Regions from separate parts of the Sus scrofa genome. Here region 1 is linked to region 2. The links are chromatin contacts, called in public Hi-C maps. All regions are on one chromosome and are shown on one strand. Each heading gives the region's core, a stretch centred on a gene start, on an enhancer-like site or on the middle of the called end of the contact. The rest is flanking DNA. Distances are from core to core; before and after follow the strand shown. Region 1 holds the start of MTUS1 (microtubule-associated tumor suppressor 1). Region 2 overlaps MTUS1 (microtubule-associated tumor suppressor 1).

Evidence for each region. Hi-C and Micro-C count contacts between places; a contact is called where the count stands out from the background.
Region 1: a Hi-C map of skeletal muscle shows a contact between it and region 2, with 5 times the contacts expected there. The contact joins the promoter of MTUS1 here to the enhancer-like site in region 2. A contact is called at or near these places in 1 of 5 promoter capture datasets (liver), 5 of 47 Hi-C or Micro-C datasets (liver and skeletal muscle) and 1 of 2 datasets of contacts at active chromatin or transcription factors (skeletal muscle).

Annotation. Positions count from the first base shown.
Region 1 is chr17:5,505,387-5,510,626 of Sscrofa11.1, forward strand. It overlaps MTUS1 (microtubule-associated tumor suppressor 1), which reads right to left and starts at 1,826. Exons shown (of 15, transcript XM_021077995.1): 1 at 1,431-1,826.
Region 2 is chr17:5,465,693-5,470,505 of Sscrofa11.1, forward strand. All of the region lies in intron 1 of MTUS1 (microtubule-associated tumor suppressor 1), which reads right to left. Among named protein-coding and RNA genes, the nearest start is that of MTUS1, 39 kb to the right of the region's middle. Within about 2 kb of position 1,974, at least 12 of the 83 cell types and tissues checked have an H3K27ac peak or open chromatin away from gene starts, as enhancers often do. A contact at or near this core is called in liver and skeletal muscle, where this site is marked.

The DNA.
Region 1 (5,240 bases), core at 576-3,075, 40 kb after region 2:
GGATATCTGAACTCCTTAAGGAGGTCACAGGTTCCCAGGAAGGAGTAACTCTTTTTTTTTTTTTTTTAAATTCCCCTCCCTCCTTCCTTCCACTCCCAACACGTCCACGCCCTTCCTCCAGCCCAAGGGCTGAGGATTTAATGTCAAGATGACTGAATTCATATCACCTGGCAAGACAAACGCTTTCATCTCCCCTGTTTTGCACAAGCCTTTATTTAAACAAACTAAAAACACACTGAATTTCCTTTCTTACTACACTAACTGCTTGAAACACACAGTAGTTAATAGGGCATATGAAACTTTATGCAGGCTAAATGAAGAATTAATCTCTCCATTCCTACTCCAAAATAACTTAGCCCAAGTCAAAATCAACAAATAACAGTAGAAAAAGAAGAGGACAAAGATTTATTTAAGGTAGGTAAACACACAAGTCCATTAATTAGAGTGGTGAAGAGTGGATTTTTCTAAAGCACTAGAAGAGCACAAGGGCACTGCAGGAAGTAATAAGACACGGACAGAGGACCTTGGGAATTGCAGCAACTGCATTAATGCCATATTTTCAGCCCTGATTGCTTATGCTGAGAACTGGCCCAAGCGAACCGCCCAGAGAGAAGGCTGAGACTGCCGGGCCCATGCAGGTCAAGTGTCCGGTGGGTGGCTTCCGGCTGAGGGTACCTGGATGTCAGTCTGCATAACTTACTCGAAGGTAAACCCCTTCGGTCACTTTCAAGGTGACAGCTACCAGATCTGCATCCGTTCCTTTCTCAGGAACTGCCCTGCCTCCACGTGAGACCAGCCCTCCGCAGCCTCCACCTCTTCAACTTTTGCACCCAAGGTTCCAAAATACCTGCCCCCTCCCTCAAAGCGAGTCCTGTCACCCTGTGAGGGTCGCGCCCGGGATCCCCACAACGCACAAGCTGGGCAGCCACACTTAACCCCGCACTTACCCGCAGCGCCTCCGAGCCAACCCCAAGCCCTCCGGGAAGCCGAGACGCAATTCGGGAGACCAGCACTCAGAGGCTGGGCGCCCTTTGGACCGGCGGCGAAGGTGCGCCAGGCCCACCCGGGAGGCCCGAGGTGCAATCAGTGTCCGACGGGCAGTGTCCTGGGGACCCGCTTCTCGCCCCCCACCCCCACCCCTGCCCACACGCCGGCCGCCACCGCAGCTGCCAGGCGGGAACCCGGAGTCCGGGGCGCCCCAACCTCCGCCTCTCAAGCCTCGGGGGTGGAGCCAGGGCGGGGAGTTCGGGAAACTTGTAAATAGCAAAGCTCAACCGCCTCTGCCCCCACCTCCCTGTGCGCCCCCCCCCCCCCCCCCGCAGCACCTTTCAGGAGGCCCAGCCTGAGCGTCGCAGCTGGAGACAAAGGCCAGGCGGAGGCCAGGGGATGCCTGCCCCCCGAGAAACTTGAAAAAACGCGCAGGGCTGTACCTCGGGACGCCAACCCCGGAGGCTACCGCTGCGCTGCGCTCCGCTCAGCTCGGCAGGTTGGCGAACTCTGCTGGCCTGTAGGCTCCCTCCTCTCGCGCTCCCGGGTTGGGATCCCAATGCCGCGCGCGCTCCGGGGCTAAGTACCTACGCGCCCCACGCCCTCCGCGTCCGCTCTGGTCCGAGATGCACCTGTTGCCACGTGCACTCCGGACCCGGGGCTGCTGCCTGCGCACCTGGCTGAACCATAGGTTCCAGACCACGCAGGTTCCCGCAGGCGACTTGAGCCTGGCGGTGCACAGACCTGGGGCCCCAAACCTGGCCGGCTGCCGAGAGGATCTGCCTTCTGCTCTGCTCTTGCCACCTGTGTTTTCCTGCGAGCTCTGTCTTCCCGCTAGCGACGGGGCAGGGCCGAGAGGGCGGGCAGGGTAGGGGTAGGAGGGGGAAGTTTGGCAGAATTATCTGGGCGGAGGTTTGCAAGGAACCAGCGGTGATTGCCTCTTCAGAGTGTCCGACTCCCGCTCAGTATTGTCTTCGTGCTCCTTAGAGATTTGCTAGCAAACACCTATTAAGGGTTAAAGCAATGAGTTCCCGCTGTTAGATCTTTGAATAAAAAGTGGAGAGGAGAGTAGAAAGCCTGGAGAGAAAAAGCCGGACCCACTTTTCTCTAAACACAAGTCCCTCTTTTTTGCTAAACTCAACAGATTTCATTCATAGCTATTAGAACTATAAAATATTTTCATCTATAGGAATAGTTTTAATACAATGCTTTTCCAAAGATGCTAGTCCACCTATGAGATGTAACATTATTGAACCTTTAAATGTCAGTCAACCTGAGTCCAATTTTTTTTTTTTTTTTTTTTTTTTTTAGGGCCGCACAGGCGGCATAAGGAGGTTCCCAGGCTAGGGGTGGAATCAGAGCTACAGCTGCCGGTCTATGCCACAACCACAGCAACGCCAGATCCCAGCCAGGTCTGCAACCTACACCACAGCTCACACAAGGCAGGATCCTTAACCCACTGAGCGAGGTCAGGGATGGAACCCACAACCTCATGGTTCCTAGTTAGATTCATTTCTGCTGCGCCAGGATGGGAACTCTGCTAAAAGCTTAAGAGAATACCGTAACTGATAAAAATTTTCTGTGCTATCAATATCAGATCAACTAAGGTATATGTTGCCATTTACAGTGGTAAAGTGTTTTCATGTCTACAACATTCCATCATTTCCTCAACAAGACCTAGGAGTTTACAGGTCAGATTATTACTTCCATTTTTTCAAGTGAGGAAACAAGCTCAGAAAGGTCAAGTGCATTTGCTCAAGGTCACACAGCCAGTGAGGGGCAAGTGCAAACCCGGTAGACCCAACTCCTAATCTTTTTATTGTTATCACCTGATGACAATTCTTTGGGATTATTTGAAAAGAGATGCAGCATTAAACACCATTGAGTGGTTCTCCCTTATGCAAAAGCACCAAAAAATAAACTAACACAAAACAAAGCACTTTTGTTTCTGCAAGTCATGAGGCAAATATGCTAATTAGCAACATGCCTCCTCCCTAAGCAGAATACTCCTAGTGTTAAACATATCATTTAATCTTTATAACCCTGTTGTGACCCAGATGACTTGGTCCAACCCCCTCACAGTTCTATTGTGTGGCTTAGTTATATCTATAAACATAGAACCTGTTTTGCTTCATTTTTTCGTGGTATAGATTGAAGAGGGAAAAAAAAACAGAGAACAAATAAGCCCTCTCCTAAGTATTTAGAAGCAACTTTTGTGGCCACAGGGGAATTGAAACTTAGCTTCTAATTGCATCCACAGGAAAACATAAGTTACCTTCTAGGGACATCATCTGGGACTCTGTCAAGGCAAATATGCTTGAAATGGGGCCTGCTGACTTTCTCTCCATCTTGGTTCTGGGCATGTGGCCATGTTCTTGATCTCTGAACTCTAGTGTTGACCTGCTACAGACTCCGGGAACAATTCTAAGGGTGATAATAACCCTACATAATTTTGTGGCGGTTTGTCCAAAAAAAATTTTTTTTTAAACACACAATTTTATTTCTCCATTAGAAAAATGCAAATTAAAACTACACTGAGACCATTTTTCACTTCTCAGGTTGACAAAGATTAGAAAGTTTTATAATCCTAGCGTGTTGGCAAAAGTGTGGAGAAGCAGGCAGTCACAATGCAGATGTGGATGTAAACTAGAATGACCTCCATCATGGGCAATTCACAATACCTAAAAAAATGTTAAAGGCACATAGCCTTTGCGCTAGTAAGTCTACCTATGACAACTTATCTTACAACACGTGTGAGAAGTGGCAGGTGTACGTAAGTTTGTTTCAGCATTTTCTATAACAAAAGATTGAAAAAAGTACATTCATTAATAAAAGAATAGTAAGTTATGATACAGCCATAAAATTATATCCTATTAAAGACTTTAAAAAAAAAAAAATGAGGAATTCCTGCTGTGGCACAGTGGGTTAAGAATCTAGCAGCTGCAGCTCAGATTCAATCTCTGACCCAGGAACTTCCATTTGCCTCAGGTTCAGCCAAAAAAAAAAAAAAAAAAAGTAAGAAATCTCTTTGAGCTTTTATGAAATTTAAACAGGAGGGAAGTGGGCAGGACACAGCACTTAAAGAATGACTTAGCCCTTAAGGATACAACAAAAACTGGTTAGAACCAACTGGATCCAGATGGCAGAAGATTCAACTTGTGGTGGACCTTGTGCCTAATTATACATTTATTGTAATACATTAGCATGCTAAGTGACACCCCCACAGCTTTCATGACTGTTTTGAGGTCAACCAAAAAAGGCCAAAAAGTGAGTGATAGCCCAGTTCCTAGATATCCCCACCTCTTCTCTGAAATAGTTGGAATAATCTTGCCACTCATTAGCCTATGAAATTACTCAGCCCATTAAAAACTCACCACCCCATATTTCAGAGCCCATGTGTTCAAGTCCCAATCTGAGTAGTGCGGTTTTGTTTTGTTTTGTTTTATTTTATTTTATTGCTTTTTATGGCCACACCCATGGCATATGGAGCTTCCTAGGCTAGGGGTTAAATCAAAGCTACAGCTGCTGGCCTATACAACTCACAGCAATGCCAGATCCCCGATCCACTGAGCAAGGACGGGATTGTACCCAAATCCTCATGGATACTAGTTGGATTCGTTTCTGCTGCGCCACAACAGTAACTGCAGTAGTGCAGTTTTAAAATGATCTCAAAGTACAGCAAAAATAGACAGAATGTCATAAATCAACTATAATAAAGATGTTTTTAATTTTAAAAAATTAAAATGATCTCCAAGATATATTATGTGGGTGATTTTTAAAATGCAAAACATTGTCATAGTATATTCTATTGTTTTAAAAAGGGGGAAATTATAGGAAGTCACCTTGTGGTGCACACAAGCAGGTTAAGTTCCAGTGTTGTCAGTGCATCTGTGGCACAGGCTGCAAGTACAGTGAGGGTTCAATCCCTGGCCCAGGAAATTCCATACGCCACGGTGTGGCCAAAAAAAGAAGGGGAGGGGGATTCTATGCAGTTGTTTGTAGAAGCATAAAATGTTCTGAAAATATACACGAGGAACTGGTAAAATTGGTTACTTCTTGAGAAAGGAGCTAAACATCCGGAGGGCAGCATATGAAGATAAACTACACTAGATATAATTCTATATTTTTTGAATTTTGAACCATGTAAATAATAATGCACATTCCAAAACTTAACATTTCACCACTTGAAGTTTTGCCATTCCCTCCCTACAAATTTCACTTATAGATAAAATAAATGATCAAATTTCTTGTGC
Region 2 (4,813 bases), core at 724-3,223:
GTTCCGAGGCATTAAGTATTATTATCCTCATGTCATACTTGAGGAAACTGAGGCACAAAGAGTTAAATCATTTGCCACAGGTGTGTAGCTAGAAAGTAGCAATGCTAGCCAGTCTGGTTTCGGGGGCCGTCTTTTCCCTAAAAGACTTCCAGAGGCAAAAAGGAAGAAAAGGACTTAGAAAAGACCAGGTATCAGAATGAGACTTTACTGTAGTACTACTGAAAGCTGAAAGACAATGAAGTAATATCATCAAATTTCTGAGAAATTTTCAAACTGGAATTCCAGTCCTGCCAAACCACAAATCAGACGTGAGTGTGGAGAAAGAGGTTCTTGGGCACAGAACGCCTCCCACTCACCTCTCCCATGTGCCTTCCCAGGATGTGGAGATGGAGGGCAGAGGATGAACACTGCTCATGGGAAGAGTTACACCAAGGAGGAGTATCATCAGGGAAAGAAACAGAAAACCCAAAAGGAGAAAAGAGGAAGGAGTGCCCAGAAAGGGCTGAGTGACGACCATGTCCCCAGATGGCATCAGGAAGTCCGAGGTCCATCACGGGCTCGCCAGGAAAAACACAGAGCTAATCAACATCAGAAAGATTTAGCCCATTCATAGACTGAACAGAAAGTACATTTGAAGGATATGAGCTGTTTCTTGCCAGATTTTTTAAGTAAAGAGAAAAAAATAGGTATACAAGAAAGAACATAATATACCACTTGGATCACAGAGATATTATGCACGGTCATGTTTTGATTTAAAAGACGGAAGTAAATAAAAGAAACGGTGATGAGAGAAGAAGCATGACTGCCTCTGAGAACAGAATGGGCTGTTCTTTTATATAATCTTTTTAGCACTACTTATCTTCTTAAACTCTGACCATATAATAAATATTAAGGAATTAGGTAAAAGAATTATTTTGAATCTTTATGATCTATCTTGTTTTCTCCTTCCATTAAGAAGCCTCTCTTGGAGTTCCCGTCGTGGCGTGGCGCGGTAGTTAACAAATCCGACTAGGAACCATGAGGTTGCGGGTTTGATCCCTGGCCTTGCTCAGTGGGTTAAGGATCCGGCGTTGCCGTGAGCTGTGGTGTGGGTCGCAGACGCGGCTCGGATCCCGCACTGCTTTATGCAGCTCGGATCCCACATTGCTGTGGCTGTGGTGTAGGCCAGCGGGCTACGGCTCCAATTGGACCCCTAGCCTGGGAATCTCCATGTGCCAGCAGCCCTAGAAAAGGCAAAAAAAAAAAAAAAAAAAAAAAAAGCCTCTCACCAAATGAGGTTGCTATCTTACAGTTGCTTTTAACTTCCCGAACAGTTTCGCTCTTCTTTGGACTGCCTTTGGGAGAAACCACTGAAGAGGTCAGACAGGGCTCCACAAAGAAACACAAACTTGAGCTGCCAGGCGCCTTTTCCTGAAGCTAAACGAGTGATTTATTCAGCTGCTGCTCTATCCTAGTGGTTCTGGTCGCTGGCCCCTGCCTGTTTTAAGCCAGTATTCACGCTTCAACATTTTCCTGCTATCTCTAGCCACTTTGAAGGCTACCTTTGGACCATATCAAGGTCAAAAGTCAAATTCAGCTCTATTTACACATAAAGGCCCTCTTGTAAAACACATCCTCCCATATTAAAATGTTAAAATGTGCTGGAGTTCCCCCTGTGGTGCAGCAGGTTAAGAATTTGGTTTTGCCGCAGCTGTGGCTCAGATTTGTTCCCTGGCCTGGAAACATCCATATGCCATGAATGCAGCTGAAAAAAAAAAAAAAAAAAAAGAACATTAAAATGTGAAAACATGCATCTTAGAAATGATGAAATACCATAACTTACTAAAACAGAGCTCAATACTTTGTCAAAGTTACTAACTCTCAGGGTTAAAGGAGCCCTTAAAAGTGATCTATGGAATATTAACTCTAATCTGACATTTAAATCCTGTTAAATTGTAATCAACCAAATCTCTGCCATGGTTCTTGGCAGTTCCCATTCCCCTGTCTAGACACTCCCTGTCCAAAGTCATAAAGTGTACTACAGTGTTTGGGGCACACAGTCTCACCTAGGAGACATAAAACCTCAAATAAGTGGCAAAAGACACGTTTATTACTTCTGTCTCACAGAGACGTCTGCATAGGTTGTCCAGGACTAAGGCACCTGGCTATCAAGGACCCAGCTCCACCTTTCTTGTTCTTTGCTGTGCACGACCTCAACCTATAGCCCCAAATAGCACTGTCTGTGTTTCCTTGAACAGGGTAGAAGGGTCAAGAGGCAAAAAAAAGACGAAAGCTACCTCCATATAACTAGCACACCACACAGATGCCAGTGGTCACAGCTTCATCACATGGCCACACCTGTCTACAAGGCAGGCTGGGAAATGGATACTAAAACAGGCTACCTACACCTGGTTGAAAATTCTATAAACATTGACGAGGGGAAAAGTGGAGACTGAGGGACAAATGGCCACCTCTGTGACACTTAGCACAAACCAATGCTCTCCTCAGAGAGCACTGCTCTTCGCTAAGAGAAGAGGTCTGTACTTAGAGGGGCTTGTTTTCTAGAAACCAGGGTGCCTTCAGCTTGGATCCTTTCTGAAAGTGCCTTGCTAGACTCAGGGAAGAAGATATTGGAGAGAGACGGTCTTTTCATCATCACAACGTAGATGTGTTAGTTCTGGCACCTACGGAGGGGGCTTAGAGACCTTTAGGAAAGCCCGTGGACCACTCTGAATAACTCTGATACAACTTAAAATTTTAGTTTCTATCATAAAGATGGTCTAGCAAGCTTTCAGTCTGGTTTCGCTTCATCAATACATAAAATTCCTTCAATATTCTACCCCTTAAGTGTGATTAATAGCAGGTGTGCTTTTGAATCTTGTGCTAAAATTTGCATTCGATACGAAGTTACGGACTGGTAAAAATCACATGATGAATATAATTAGGGATACTATCTGAAATGTGTATTTCGTGTCTACCATGTGCTAGGCAATTAGGTTCTGGGGTGCTGTCGAGTGGGTTAGAAGCACTTGTGTAGAAGTGAGATGTAAGAGAGAGAAATGCCTTCCTAGAGAAAGGATCAATATACAACAGACGTGATGAACAGATCACAACTAGAAATTCGTTTGCCTAGTAAAATCAAGGGACAATATCAGGTGGAAACAAAGTCAGGCAATGCACCAGAAGGAATCCCACTGGTTCTCAAGTGCAAAGGAGACTGGAAGACAGGAACAGTAAGACGCTCGACTGGCTGTGGGTGGAATAAAGGGCAGCCACAGGGTACGATCTAGAGTTCAGCTTCTATTCTGGGAACAGCGAGTCTGCCAAAGCTGTTAGGATGGATACGAACATTCTGGCTTGGCTGAAGTGTGGAAGATGTCCCAGTGAGGAAAGACTGACAGCAGAAAATTATTGGGATGGATCTGAACGAACACAGCAGTGGTGAGAGAGAAAGGAGACAAAAAGCCAAAGGAAACTTAAAAAAGGTTCATCTCTGTGTTTTCTGCACTGAGCAGCAGAGAGCTTGGTGAACAATATGTGACTACTAAATAAGCATTATTTTAAAAAACTACTTCATTTACGAGTGCCCACTATGGCACAGTGGGTTGAGGATCTGGTGTTGCCACAGAAGTGGCTTAGATTCAATCCACGGCCCAGGAACTTCCATATGACCCAGCTGCAGGGAAAAAAAGAGTACTTAATTTATATTAATATTTTTAAATGGAAGCTACGGCAGATAGTATTAAAAAGCTGCATAAATAGTCATATGTTGTATAGTTACAAAAAGGATTTAATAAGCTTTTAGCATAAATTATGTCATAAAATTATCTCTCTTTTTTCTTTAAATAAACTAATACTTGAGTTTAGGATACTAATTCTGGATGCACTAAGAGCTAAAAGGTTTTTAAACCATTTTCAAGCAATAAATAAAGGAGAGATTCAAAGAACGAAAAAGATCTAAGTTAAAATGAATATTGTGTTAAATAAGCATACAGACATATTCAAAATCTGAGGAAAAGTAATTTACTTCTTTCTAAAACATCTCAAATTTAGTTTATAAATGAAAATACTACCCAAGAATAAACACCAAAGAAACTTTGATAAGTTACTTTATCAAAGAAACTTTAATGATCAAACAATTAAAATGATTCCAAAAAAATGTATCACCCCCTTTTCCCCACCTATGCTCAAAACCACATAAGATTTGTATTTAAATTACCTTTAAGGCCTGCATGTCATTAATTAGAATATGTTTATAGGAATCATCAAATATTCCCAAATATCCTAAAAGCAGACCTCGCAAAAAAAATCCCAGGAACAAGACCATTAGCAGGTAACAGAGTGGTGGTGGACAGATGGCATACTATCCACTCAAAACTGGCAAAAAACACACCAGAAAAATAAAACTGTCCACTCAAAACTGACAAAAAACACACCGGAAAAATAAAAGCCGCATTGGGGGGGGGGGCATTTTTACACTGATAAAGATTAAACAATTAACTGATATGCTCTTTAACTTCATGGTCAAATGACCTATGACCTATGACCACATCTTAATGAGACTTGACATTTGAAAACTGACTTTTTCTCTACTTACTACCATACATTACAACTGGGGCTTTGTATGCGTGGGTTCTAAATCCTTGGATTTAGAAAAATTTGGGGAAAAATTACACAACTCCAAAAAGGCAAACCTTGAGTGTGCTGCACATTAGCAAGTTTTACATAGCATTAATATTCTATTTACAAGTATCTACGTAGCATTTACATTGTATTAAAAGTACATTAAAAGTAGTCTAGTATATGGGAGGATGGGCAGAGGGTATATGCAAAT